Regions from separate parts of the Mus musculus genome. Here all the other regions are linked to region 2. A link is a contact called in public promoter capture Hi-C data. All regions are on one chromosome and are shown on one strand. The core of a region is the stretch at or near the end of the contact, and the rest is flanking DNA. Distances in the headings are between cores, read along the strand shown. Region 1 holds the start of Ptch2 (patched 2). Region 2 holds the start of Tie1 (tyrosine kinase with immunoglobulin-like and EGF-like domains 1). Region 3 holds the start of Armh1 (armadillo-like helical domain containing 1).

The links. Promoter capture Hi-C pulls out the DNA fragments that hold promoters and counts their contacts.
Region 1: a promoter capture Hi-C map of liver shows a contact between it and region 2, with 5 times the contacts expected there. The contact joins the promoter of Ptch2 here to the promoter of Tie1 in region 2.
Region 3: a contact with region 2 is called in a promoter capture Hi-C map of liver, with 3 times the contacts expected there. The contact joins the promoter of Armh1 here to the promoter of Tie1 in region 2. A contact is called at or near these places in 3 of 39 promoter capture datasets (hippocampal neurons and liver).

Annotation. Positions count from the first base shown.
Region 1 is chr4:117,093,126-117,098,008 of GRCm38.p6, forward strand. It overlaps Ptch2 (patched 2), which reads left to right and starts at 2,931. Exons shown (of 22, transcript NM_008958.3): 1 at 2,931-3,302; 2 at 3,722-3,914. The coding sequence starts at 3,231. RefSeq lists enhancers at 2,027-3,725, 2,566-3,024, 2,587-3,086.
Region 2 is chr4:118,487,863-118,492,309 of GRCm38.p6, forward strand. Tie1 (tyrosine kinase with immunoglobulin-like and EGF-like domains 1) reads right to left here and starts at 1,987. Exons shown (of 23, transcript NM_011587.2): 1 at 1,786-1,987. The coding sequence starts at 1,843. It also overlaps the pseudogene Gm12859.
Region 3 is chr4:117,249,261-117,253,539 of GRCm38.p6, forward strand. Armh1 (armadillo-like helical domain containing 1) reads right to left here and starts at 2,657. Exons shown (of 13, transcript NM_001145637.1): 1 at 2,493-2,657. Tmem53 (transmembrane protein 53) reads left to right here and starts at 2,691. Exons shown (of 3, transcript NM_026837.3): 1 at 2,691-2,874. The coding sequence starts at 2,814.

The DNA.
Region 1 (4,883 bases), core at 1,681-4,180, 1.4 Mb before region 2:
CACAAAGAAACTACTCTTGAAAGAAAGAAAGAAAGAAAGAAAGAAAGAAAGAAAGAAAGAAAGAAAGAAAGAAAGAAAGAAAGAGAGAGAAAGAGAGAAAGAGAGAAAGAGAGAAAGAGAGAAAGAAAGAAAGAAAGAAAGAAAGAGAAGAAAGAAAGAAAGAGAGAGAAAGAGAGAGAGAGAAAGAGAGAGAAAGGGAAGAAAGAAAGAAAGAAAGAAAGAAAGGAAGGAAGGAAGGAAGAAAGAAAGAAAGAAAGAAAGAAAGAAAGAAAGAGAGAGAGAGAGAGAGAGAGAAAGAAAGAAGGAAGAAAAATCCAAGCCAAGTGTAATGATGCATGCCTATAATCTCAAGACATGGGAGTCTGAGGCACAACTCAACTGCATATAATCATCTTTAAAAAAAAAAAAAAAAGACTAGAGGGGCTGGAGAGATGGCTCAGTGGTTAAGAGCACCGACTGCTCTTCCAAAGGTCCTGAGTTCAAATCCCAGCAACCACATGGTGGCTCACAACCATTGTAATGAGATCTGATGCACTCTTCTGGTGTATCTGAAGACAGCTACAGTGTACTTAGATATAATAATAAATAAATCTTTAAAAAAAAAAAAAGTCTAGGACTTTGCCACAATTGGTAATTGATGGCAGCAGTCAGTTGAGCTGGAAATGGAAGCAGAATCCAGGCTGAAATGATGACACACCTGTGTCTCCATGAGAATCTGGAAAGAAGAAAGAGCTCAAGAAATGTCAATTTTGGGCTGGTGAGATGGCTCAGTGGGTAAGAGCACCCGACTGCTCTTCCGAAGGTCCAGAGTTCAAATCCCAGCAACCACATGGTGGCTCACAACCATCCGTAAGAAAATCTGACTCCCTCTTCTGGTGTGTCTGAAGACAGCTACAGTGTACTTACATATAATAATAAATAAATCTTAAAAAAAATTAAAAAAAAAAAAGAAATGTCAATTTTGTCCTGGCGTTATAATGCCGTGCAGCGCTTATTCTAGGCAATTCCCTGCCTTTATAGCCCCAAGATTGCTACAGGAGTCTAGAGAGCCCACTTCAGAGCTGTTTCCATTTCCAGGCTTGCTAAGGGTACACTTTTCTCTGTAGTACACTTCCTCCCATTACAGACAGGAGAATACCGTGTACACAGGGTGCACTTCCTCCCATTACAAACGGGAGAATACCGTGTACACAGGCTTTCTTTCTCATTTTCATATTACCTTTACTTATATGTATATGCCGGAGAGTCTGTATATGACGCATGTGTGTGTGTGTGTGTGTGTGTGTGTGTGTGTGTGTGTGTGTGTGTGTGTGTGTATACACTTGCTCTCAGAGGCCAGGTGTTGAATCCCCTGGAGCTGGAGTTACAGGTAGCTGTGAACTCTCCTTTGTGGATGCTGGAAGCCAAACCCAGGTCCTCTGCAAAAACAAAAGGTGGCCTTAACTGCTGAGCTATCTCTCCAGGCCCAAGGCTTCCATTCCTGCCCAGGTGCCTCTTAGCCACAGAGTAGCAGTGTTGTAGACAGACACATTCATTCCTCCTTAACTGCCCACCCCTTAAACCAACTGGGGAACCCTTAGGATTAAGCCCTGGAGCTGATGATGTTAATTTGCACAAGTTTGGCAGTATGTAGCAAGGCCAAAACCATATTCATGCTTTTTGACCCAAACAACCCCATTTCTGGGAATCTGTCCTGAGGACATTCTGCAAATGATTGATGAGAGGACTGTGTAGTAATATAAAATATTTATGATATAATGATTAAGAAGTCTGGAAGAATTGAGCAAGAGGCTAGCCAGATGTGATAGCAGTATCAGAACAACAGATTTATTGAAGTCTTTTTTTTCCCCCAAAAAACGTATTTTGTTTCTGAGGCAGAATCTTTCTAGGTAGCCCTGGCTGTTCCAGAATTCTCTATGTAGACCATGCTGAGACCTGGAACTCACAAGAGATGGGCCTGCCACTGCCCGGCTCCTTTCCCAAATGTTCTGTATGAGGAGTCAGACTTTTACCCTCAGATGACCGATCAGAGTTTAACAGTCAGGAGCACAGAAATAGCACAGTCACTTGGAAAAGCAACATGTTTCCCAATGTTGTACATAAATTATGTCATCACAAATACAATTATCAGACAGGCTGGGCAATACAGGACTGTTATAGTCCCTTAACTTGACAGACACAACCAGGATAAGGAGTTGAAGGCCAAGCTGAACTACTTAAGACCATGTCTCACAAAAAAAAGTTAAAATAAAAATTTAAAAATACAATACACAAACTGAATGTTAATAAGAACCACAAAGAAAAAAGCAATTATCTGCCAAGGCTTCCAAAAGTTTAGGCTGACTGATTCAAGTTCAGGCTTAAAAGTTATCTGCCAAGACAAAGGGGCCCCAACATGTACAAAGGCAAGAACATGTGAACTTAGGAAATTACTGAGGGCAATTCGGGACTGGAAGGCAACTGAGTGGGTGTGAGGCACTTAGAGGAAAAAAAAAAGCTTTAGTTGGATGGTGCAGGGCTTTGGGCTTTGGTGCAGCCGTGGGATTTGCATTTTAGAGCTGAGTCTGGCCTGCTTGGAAAGAGTGGAAAGGAGGTCCTTAGGGTTGCGCTGGGTCGGGAAGAAAGGGTGGCCCAAAGGGGACCAGCAGACTCCCTTTCTCAACATCCTGACTTACACTTGGCCAACGACTAGCGCCTCCAGGATCACCCTCCCTTCTCCTCTCCTTAGGGCCCCGCGGGCGGGCTGGGGAGCCCGGGAGGCGAGGCAAAGGGGTGGCCCTGCCTGGGTGGTCTCCTGCCCCGCCCCCTGCGGCGCCGTTACCTAGCAACGGATCCGGCTGCAAGGCAGCGGGTAATTTGCCGCCCCCTTAGCCAATGGGAGGGCGTCACCCCGGCCCGCTCCTTTTTTTCTGAGCCTCCTGGTGCTTCCCGAGATCCACAGTCGCCACCTTTAGCTGTGAGGTGCTTCGCAGCCAGTCGGGTCCACCCACACGCGGAGCCCTCTTTGGACCACAGCCCACAGATCCAGCGGGGCTTGGGGCCACCACCCCGCACCGCCGCTGCGGGCTGCTCCTGTGCATCTTTACGCGCGCCTCACCCAGGACCGTATGGCCGTTCACGGCAGCTAGGAATCCTCAGGTGAAGCCGGGCGGCACAAGGCGCCAAGCTAGCCTATGGCAGCGCTCAGATAACGCAGGTTGGGGGCGCTCGCGCCCCCCATCCTCACCAGCATGGTTCGGCCACTGTCCCTTGGAGAGCTACCTCCCAGCTACACACCTCCAGCTCGGTCCTCCGCACCTCATGTGAGTAGAGGGGCTGGGTTTGTAACTTAAACGTCGCTTGAACATCTGTAGGGCTAGAAGTCTAGTGTTACTGGATCTGTGTTTGAAGACAAGCGAGAGCCAGCAAGTGATTTGTTAGTTTATTTCCTATTATCTGGTCAGTGAAAATAGTTATGTCTGTGGGTTCACCTCTTTGCCTAGCTGACAACGAGTGTGTGTGTTCACGACTCATAACCTTCTAAAAATGGGCATTTTCAGGTGTGCTTATGGAGAAGGCACAGGGAAAGAGAGTTAAATCTTCCACATTTGAAACCTTTATCTGTAGCTGTTTCCTGCCCTGCATCCAGAAGTCAGGAAACTGGGACTTGACCGGGAGAAAAGGGAAAGCTCCTCCATTGTTGTGCTGACAGCTGGCTGACCTCCTCCTCTCTCTATCCCAGATCCTAGCTGGGAGCCTGCAGGCTCCTCTCTGGCTTCGAGCTTACTTCCAAGGTCTACTCTTCTCCCTGGGGTGCAGGATCCAGAAACACTGCGGCAAAGTGCTCTTCCTGGGACTGGTGGCCTTTGGGGCTCTGGCACTGGGTCTCCGAGTGGCTGTAATTGAGACAGACCTAGAACAGCTCTGGGTAGAAGGTGAGTTACTGGAGCTGGCCGTAGCTGCTTTGGTCAAGGATCGAGAGGGCCATCTCCTGTTCAGAGCCTGTGTATCTGGGTGTGTTGCAGAAAGCCTACCTCTCTCCCAATCTCCCTCAGTGCTGTGGATGAAGCCCAGGGCATTGTGCAAGCTAGGCAAGTCTTTACCATCAACTGTCTCACACCTATCTCTCTCACCCATAAATGGACAACTCTAGATGGTAGCCTCTTATGAATAAGCTTGTGGAATATTCATCTTTGATTATGTGTCTGCTTATTTAGCGTTTATAGCTAGGTTTCTTTTAACTGTACATCAGAGTTTACAAATGGAACAAGATGTATTTTTCAATAGCCAAAGGAAGTAAAATGTGTGTGGGGGTAAGTTCTAAACAAAACAAAGCCAAGTGGTATTGTGTTGTATAAGAGAAGGCAGGGAGAGACGGCTCTGACCTGCAAACTCAGATTAGCACTGTGATTCTAACTACTCAAGGGGCTGAGGCAAGAGAAATACTTTCAGTCTAAGAATTTAACAATAGCCTGTGTCAGAGAGAGAGAGAGAGAGAGGGACAGACGGACAGATGGAAGAGAGGGAGGGAGGGAGGGAGGAAGGAAGGAAGGAAGGAAGGAAGGAAGGAAGGAAGGAAGGAAGGAAGATCAGTGGGATGTAGCTGGGTGGCATGGCAGACTGCCTGTCGAGCATGCTGTGGTGGGGGAGAGAGATGGAGGAGGAGCAAGAAGAAAAAGAAAAGTTAGTGCTTGGTGGCAGCAGTGGTGGTGCACAGCTTTAATGTTTAACCTCAGTGCTTGGGATCTGGAGGCAGGTGGGGCCAGCCTGGTCTACAGAGAATTCCAGGATCTGGAGGCAGGTGGGGCCAGCCTGGTCTACAGAGAATTCCAGGACAGCCAGAGCTGCATGAAAATACTCTCTCTCGAAAAACCAAAAAGAAAGATTGGAAGGAAGGAAGGGGG
Region 2 (4,447 bases), core at 737-3,236:
GTCAAAGGATAACACCCATTACCTGAGACACTAACTTCAGAGTCATCTTGTGTTCCTGCTGTCATAATAATTAATGTTTATTGGATGTCAATTATGTGCCGGGGCCCTTTAGTGATGCTCTCGTCCTTTCAGGACCACACTGTCCTGGGAGGTGAGTGTTATCCTCTTCCAGGATGATGGTTTTATAACCAGGGAGCAAAAGCTCAAAACTTGCCTAAGGTCATACAGTTAGAAGGGAGCAGAGCCAGGTTGTCCAAGCCCAGGCTCCTCTTCCCTTAGCTTCCAGTCTGCTGGCACATACTTCTGCAGGTTTTTCTTTTTCTTTTCTTTTTTTCTTTTTCTCGTCTTTCTTTTCTTTTCTTTTCTTTTCTTTTCTTTCTTTTTCTTTTTTTTCTTTTTTTTTTCTCTTGAGACAGAGTTTCTCTGTATAGCCCTGTCTGTGTAGCCTTGGCTGTCCTGGAACTCACTCTGTAGACCAGGCTGGCCTTGAACTCAGAAATCCGCCTGCCTTTGCTGCCCAAGTGCTAGGATTAAAGGCGTGCACTACCACTGCCTGGCCTACAGTTTTTTCTTATGGGCTTCCATACCTCCCAAGCTTGCACTTGCTACTCTGTTGACTACCTCTCTTAGGGAAACCCTTCATGACTTTTCTGGTCCTGTGGCAGAGTAAGCTGACTCTCTTCTCAGTGCTTCTCAAAAGCTCTTGATGTCTGCTTCTGTCTGGCCCTCATTCCTGGCCTGTGTTTCCCACCAGACAGAACCACTCAAAGGCAGCCTCTGACTTCTAGTTCTCTGGTCAGCAGACTGAAAGGACCTGCCACCAGCATTCAGAAGCTTCTCCATGCCCTCTGTACACACAGCTCCATTTAAACAACAAACGTATCAACCTTTGGGAGCCCAGCATCATTTAGTTGTCATATGATAGGTTTAGGTGTTGCCATATTCTCAACTAATGGAACATCATTGGTGCTAAATAAATTTTATTATTATTATTATTGTTATTATTTTGAGACTGGGTCTCTCTATGTAGTTCTGGCTGTCCTGGGACTTGCTATGTAGACCAGGCTGGCTTCGAACCTCAGAGATCTACCTGCTTTTGCCTCCTGAGTACTGGAGTTAAAGCCACCATGCTTGTCTGTCCAATGAATTATTGATTAAGCCCAACACAGTTACTCGTGAGGTCCAAGTTGATGGCTGACTTCTGCCCCTACTCACCTCTCCCCCCTCCAGGCAGTGATTCCTAGCACCTGCCTGAGTTTTCCCCACCCTGACCTCATTCTTGGTGGATCAAAATCGTCATGACGCTATGACGACGACGATGATGATGATGATGTCAGTTTCTGCTTGTCCCTGCAATTTTTAAGTTGTGTTAAAATACACATACCCTAGAATCTACCGTTAGAACCACTTGTAAACAGTCAATTCAGTGTTAATAAATGCATTCATAACCTCATGTGAACATCACCACCCATTTCCACAGCTCTTGTTTTTGTTTTTGACGTAAGGTCTCCATAAGTCTTTATGGGGCTAACATGGAGTCCTCTGTGTAGTCTAGGCTGGCCTTCCAAGTGCTGGGATTAAAGAAGTCCACCACCACACCCTAACTGAAATGCTACACTCATTAAACAATAACTCTCTATTTCCCTTCCCCCAACCCATGCTCACCACCATATTGTGAGGTCTATTGCTAGGCTAGGCTAGGGTTTCTTGGGGGTCGGGGGCTGGAATTAAGGCCTTGAAATCAAGAGTCAGGGAGGAGCTCTGCTCACTCCAGGGAAGACTTACCAACATGAGAGGCCAAGAAAAGAGTGGGGAGCAGCAAAGAGGATCCCCACCAGACCATACTCTGGAAGCTGCCCTGGGCCAGCCAAGGCCAGCTGGGCCCGGGGTCAGTTGCTGTGGGTCTGAGTGTTCAGCCTGTCCAGCTCAGTGCACCTCGGTGCTGGGGAGGAAGAGGAAATGATGGTTAGGGTAGGAGGGGTGGCAGGGAGAGAGGGTGGGAAGAGTTGTCGCCTGTAGTCCTCCCGTGTCCAGCCCCCACAAGCCCGGGATGGGTGTGGCCTGGAAGTCTCTGGAAGGGGGGGCATTAGAGGTGGGAGGCAGGTTGTGACAAGGACAGATCTGGGGATGGTTGGGCTCTCTCTCCCATCCCTTCGGTCCCTTCCATCTGCATTGCTGGAGCACGGGAGACAGGAAAGGGAGGAAGCCAGTGGCTTCCGCCTATTGAGAAGGTTTGGAGGCAGGACATTGTTCTGGGGTCTCCCCTCCTCCCAGCACACACACGCTGGGAGGAGGGGAGACACACACACACACACACACACAAATACAAAATGAGGCTCACGTGACTCTTTTTTTTTTCAAAAGTAAACAAGAAACGGTCTCTGTAAGGTTTTAATGCTCAGTTTTCACAAACACAAGTTTCTACCCAATTTTACAACACACGATAAAATGTCCTAGTCTGTAGACTGTGCATTAAGTGTTCACTTCGGTAGCACACACACTAGAATTTGCATTATTCAACTCTTCCTCATATTCTTTTCCAATCTTTTAAAATCACCAGGAGTTTCTACCTAAGTAATATTCTACTGTATTTACATTTGAGTTGCATGTCTTCCGAGATCGGGCGCGTTCAGAGTGGTATAGCCGTAGACGAGTTGCATGTCTTAAGAACAAACGGAAATCCATGATATTTTGGTTAACTCAGTGTATTTACAAAATGAAAAGCTCTATCAAAATACTTTTCACTGGAAAAATAAATAGAACAGGCATTGGATCTACCAAAGTTCATATTCACTTTGGCCGATGTCAGTGTGGGACAGTTCATGACAGCACAATTTACCCTGATTTCCCCAGAGCTGACCAGCTTCCAAGCTAACTGTTAAATTATTTTACTGAGATTTTATTATGTTGTTATCTGGTTCATTCCAGATCATTGTCAGCCAGGCTCTGAGCACTTACAGTTCTCTGACTAACGGTCGGAAGCTTGGTCAGGAGCATCTGGAACACTGGTGGTGGAAGAGTCTGCTGGAACACTTGCAGCAGCTGCGGAGGCAGCAATGGCATTTGTCAGGTGGTCCACACCCTTCTCGTAGTCACCTTGTGCTAATAACCCTTCACCAAGCTGTGTCTCTTCAAGGAAGAATTTCTGAACTGCTTCAGCGTCTTTTAAATCAGGAAACTTGGTGTATTAGTCAGGGTTCTCTAGAGTCACAGAACTTACGGACAGTCTCTAGATAGTAAAGGAATTTATTGATGACTTACAGTTGGCAGCCCAATTCCCAACAATGATTCAGTCGCAGCTGTGAATGGAAGTCCAAGGATCTAGCAGTTACTCAGTCTCACGCAGCAAGCAGGCAAAGGAACAAGAGCAAGAGCTAGACTCCCTTCTTCCAATGTCCTTATATTGTCTCCAGCAAAAGGTGTAGCCCGGATTAAAGGTGTGTTCCACCACACCTTTAATCCCAGATGAAAGGCATAGCCCAGATTAAAGGTGTGTTCCTTAACTCGGAGATTCAATCTTCTGGAATCCATAGCCACTACGGCTCAAGATCTTCAAACCAAGATCCAGATAAGGATCTCCAAGCCTCCAGATAAGGGTCACTGGTGAGCCTTCCAATTCCGGATTGTAGTTCATTCCAAATATTGTCAAGTTGACAACCAGGAATAGCCACTACAATCCACCCCTTGTCAACTTGACACAAATAACATCTCATGTTCACATGAAACAATAACAAGGTTGTAAATACGCCTAACATGATATAACTATCCCTCGTACAATCGCAAACGCATTAGTAAATTTACAATGGGCATTCATATTACTTTATAATCCTCGTTTCTGCAACTGGTTACGTGGCCTTAATTGGTATTTATAACTACCTTCCTCTACTACCCATTCTGTATTTCCTTCTCCTTCAGCCAGCACCTCAGCAGGTCTTGGCTCTTTTCCTGGAGGATTGACCCATACCTTCATTCCTGATGGGTCTGCGTCCTTGGTCATCCTGCTTGGATTTGGCTGTTGTAGTTTCTCATTGACTTTAATCACAGGACATGGTAGTACTAAGAGACGCCCTAAGGGATCTCCTACACTCCAGACATAATCTTGCTTACCACCATTGTGAAGAGGTAATCCAATTTCCCCATGGTAATCTGGATCTATCACCCCTCCTAACACTGTTATTCCTCTTTTAGCCTGTTGGTTTAAGGGCATTAGAAGCCCAAAATGACCAGGGGGAAGTCTGAGCTTCCAGTTCAATGGAATGTTTGTTGTAGCTCCTGGTAGGAGCACTCCCCTCTCTGGAGCCAAAACTTCTAAGCCAGCAGAACCTAGAGTTATGGGGACAGGAAGCAAAAATTTTCCTAAAGGGTCACTAGGAGTGATAGTAAGTGGAACTATTCCATTTTCCACCCCTTGATTCCTGGACCCATGAATCCTGGCTATGGGTGAAAC
Region 3 (4,279 bases), core at 1,407-3,906, 1.2 Mb before region 2:
CAGCCCTATTCTGTATTTTTCTTGCTCAGTTTGCTCCCTTTCATTATAGATATAGTGTGACACGAGGCTGCCTTGAAATCTCCTCAGCCAATGCCATTAATCCAAAACTCTTCAGTTTAGCCTTAGGCAATTTTTTTTTGGGGGGGGGCGGACAAGGGCAGAAAGCAGCTACATTCTCTGCCAAAACATCACAAGAATGATCTCTAGGCCACACATAATATTCTCCTCTGAAACCTCTTGAATTTGGCCAGCATGATCTTCATTGCTCTCAGCACCAGTCTTCCAAACTCCTACTAGTGTGGTCCATTAAGGGTAGCTTAAAATATTCAACTGTTTTCCTAATCCAAAGTCCCAAAGTTCACACTGCACCCATAAGCAGCACAGTCAGGTCTCACCCAGCAAGACTCTGCCTCTTGGTACCAATTTCTGTCTTAGTCAATGTTCTATTGCTGTGAGGAGACACCATAACCATGGCAACTTTTATAAAGGAAATAATTTAATTGGGGCTGGCTTGCACTTTCAGAGGTCTAGTTCATTATCAGCATGGCGGGAACATGGTGGTATACAGTGAGGCATGGTGCTGGGAGGAGCTGAGAGTTTGACATCCAGACCCCACCACACTGGGTATCTTTATCTCTCTCCACCTTTTTACTCTTTTAAAAAAATATTATTTATGGTTATGGGGATGGAGAGATGGTTCAGCAGTTAAGAGCACTGACTGCTCTTCCAGAGGTCCTGAGTTCAACTCCCAGCAACCACATGGTGGCTCACAACCATCTGTAATGGGATCTGGTGCCCTCTTCTGGTGTGTCTGAAGAGAGTGACAGCGTACTCACATACATGAAATAAATAAATCTGTAAAAAGCATCACTGTTGTTACTGTGTGGATGATGTATTTGTGAGAGAGGGTATATGTATGGCACAGGACAAGCGCCGAGGGTCAAAGGTTAATGGTGTGGAGTTGGCTTTGTCCTCCCTCCTTTCTGTGACTTCACAGAGGGAGTGCAGGTCACCAGGCTTGCTCAGCAAGCACCTTTAGTCACTGAGCCATCTCACCATCACTTGTCATTTTTTTTTTTTTTTTTGAGGGATTTTCCACTGAATCTGGATCTTGCTGATTTGGCCAAAGTGACTGGCCAGCAAGTCTCTGGGATATGCCTGATTCTGCCTCCTCGGTTCTGGGAAAGCTGTGTGCCCCCCCACACCCCCCCCGCAGCTTTTTAAAAAAAGATTTATTTATTTATCATATCTAAGCGCACTGTAGCTGTCTTCAGACACCTCAGAAGAGGGCATCAGATCTCATTACAGATGGTTGTGAGCCACCATGTGGTTGCTGGGATTTGAATTCAGGACCTTCAAAAGAGCAGTCAGTGCTCTTAACCACTGAGTAATCTCTCCAGCCCCCCCCCCCCGCCCCCGAAGCCTTTATGTGTGTCCTGGGGGTCTAAGTTGGTTCCTCACACTAGCTCAGCCATCTCCCCAGTTACTCCTCAGCAGTGTAAAGTGAGAGTCCCCACGGTTGGGGGCCATATGCTTTCACATACCCAATTCCCCTGTGATTTTATCTTTTATCTCTTTGCTGGATCTCTCTCATCTGAACAAAAGCCTGTACCTCCTAGCGGTTGCCAGCGAATGACAAAATAACTTGCCTTGCAAGTGTTCCATCCCCCCTCTTTCTTTTAAGACAAGTCTCATGTAGCATAGGCTAGCCTGGAACTTGTTATGTAGCTGAGGATGGCTTGAAGCATTTAGACTCCTGGCTGGGATTCCAGGGACATACCACTATGCTGTCACCTCCCACTCACTCTCAAGCCACTGACTCTTTTGTTCACTGGAATGGCACTTGCAAAGGTTGCTAACAACTTCTTTGTAAATCCAGTGCCATCTTTGAGGTTTTATTTACCGTATTAATCATCAGCCCTCAATACTTTCCTCCTGGTTTCTGTCTCCTACACACCATACCCACTCATTCCCATCACCCAAATAGCTTCTTTTTCTGTTTATGTATGTATGCATGTATGTGTTTATTTATTTATTTTGGACAGGGTGTCTCTGTGTAGCCCTGGCTGTCCTGGAGATAGATCAGGATGGTCTCAAACTCACAGAGTTCAACTCCTCACAGCTGGAATTAAATGCATGCGCCATTATGCCCAGCTCAGAAAATATTTACTAAATGTAAGAAAGCTGTACTCCTGTACTCGTCTAAACTACTTGGACTCACACATGAAAGGCCATGTCTTATTACCCGAAGACCCCTTTCCAGTCAGGCAACCAGTCTCAACCCACAGGTTTAGAAGGACCCGTTGGCACGCGCCGCCTAACACTGTTTTGTTCGTTTTTTCTGCCTCCAGCCTGGGAACTGCTGCTGGCGATGGAGGTAGATGTAGTTAGAGGTGCAAGTTCAAGTTTTCTACCAAGTACCAGAAGACAAAGTTCTGAGATGCCCTCTGCAGACCCGTAATACTTCATTCAACTCTCCCACCGACTCTTACCTTCACAGGAGGGTGCGGTCGCTCCGAGAGCGCTGCCCCACTGACCAATACTTGATCCAAGATCAAGAGAGTCAGCCAATTGCTGGGGCCCAAAGACAGTAGGGGCGGGGCGCGGTTGCTAGGGCCGGGCTAGTGGGTGCCGCCCGAGGCGCGAAGCGACTCCCTGGTTGCTAGGCAGGGAGGTCACAGAGTGCGGCTCGGGGATTGGACAGCGCTGGGCGTGGGCGGGGAGGGGCGTGGCCCGGCGGCGTCCCGGCCCCGCCGAGGTGAAACTGCGGGAGTTCCGGCGGGAGGCCTGTGCTGAAGACCCGCACCTTCACCATGGCCTCGGCCGAGCTGGATTACAGCATCGAGATCCCGGATCAGCCCTGCTGGAGCCAGAGTATGGAGGGGGATTGGGAAGGTGACCTAACAGCGATGCCCCGCCCACCCTGCGGCCCGCCCTCCCTCGGCCCGCCCCCTTCGGGGGTCCCGCAGGGCTGGCTAGAGCTTGCGGGGCGCTCCCAGCCCCGCCCCCCGTGCCCCGCCCCCAGTCGACTGAGGGTCTTTCTGTTCCACAACAGGTTCTCAAGGTTCTGCTTCCCTTTGTAGCTGGAGGCCCTTCAAGGTTCATTCTAATTCTTTTGTTTTGGATTCTCGCTCCTCATTTGCAAGTGTGACTAGGCCCATCCTTCATTTTTGCAGAGGTTTGGATTCCTGGGGGAGCCTCTGGTCCTCAGAAAAGCCAAGGGACTCAGCAAGCCTAGTCCTGCCCTTCTCAGCTCACCCTGGCAGTGGTTAACAGAATGGTCGGTTAGGCCGGGTGGAATTCTGTTGAAATCCTATCCCTTTAGTAATTGGATGACCTTCGGCAAACTTTCAACTTTGAATTTTAGTTTTCCTGGAGCAAAGCTGAGGAAAAATTGCTGGTTGCACAACTGAGATTATTTGTGTAAAGGACTTGGCATGAATCCTGATGGAAGTAAGCTTAGTAGTTGGCATTTAAACTTAACGTGTGTGTGTGTGTGTGTGTGTGTGTGTGTTTAACCCTCCTAAGGCCATATCATTAAAAAAAGATGTGTGGGAGGCCTCCTAAGATTAGTAGCTTGTAAAGTAGTGTAAGTTGTTGGACCAGAGAATGGAAGGTTGTCCCTTTTGGAAACTGGGGCAGAGGAGGCTTGGAGTACAGGTCGGCCAATGCTGCTCTTTGGTGTTTCCAGTCCACTGCCCCGCACTTGTCCAGCTCATCATAAAGTTTAGCTAGGGGGTGCTTCCTTCAAAAGCCTCCCCAGAGCCAGGTGGTGGTGGCGCACACCTTTAATCCCAGCACTTGGGAGACAGAAGCAGGCGGTTTTCTGAGTTCGAGGCCAGCATGGTCTACAGAGTGAGTTCCAGTACAGCCAGGACTACACAGAGAAACCCTGTCTCAAAAAACCAAAAAACCAAAACCAAAAACAAAAAAAGTCTCCCCAGGCCTCCCTTCCTATGCCCTCCTGTCCCACTGTGTGTTTCTTGCTTGGAATCTATCTAGGATGGGGCAGGGGCCTCTCATCTCCTAAAGCACGAAGGAAGGACTGCCACTATCTGTTTCTCCCTAGAGGTGGATCGTTGGGCTTATAGATGTGAAAGGACTTTTGAAGAATTTTTGACAATAGCATTAGATGAAGTCAGTTACTATTTCTGTCTTGGCAGAACCATCAGCTGCAAAGGGCTGGTTCTCCATTCTGCAAGGCCAGGAGGGTAGGGACTCTCTCTCTCCCCACGTGGGTAGAGACAGTCTTATTTATTTAGGCAGGACTGGGGGATTG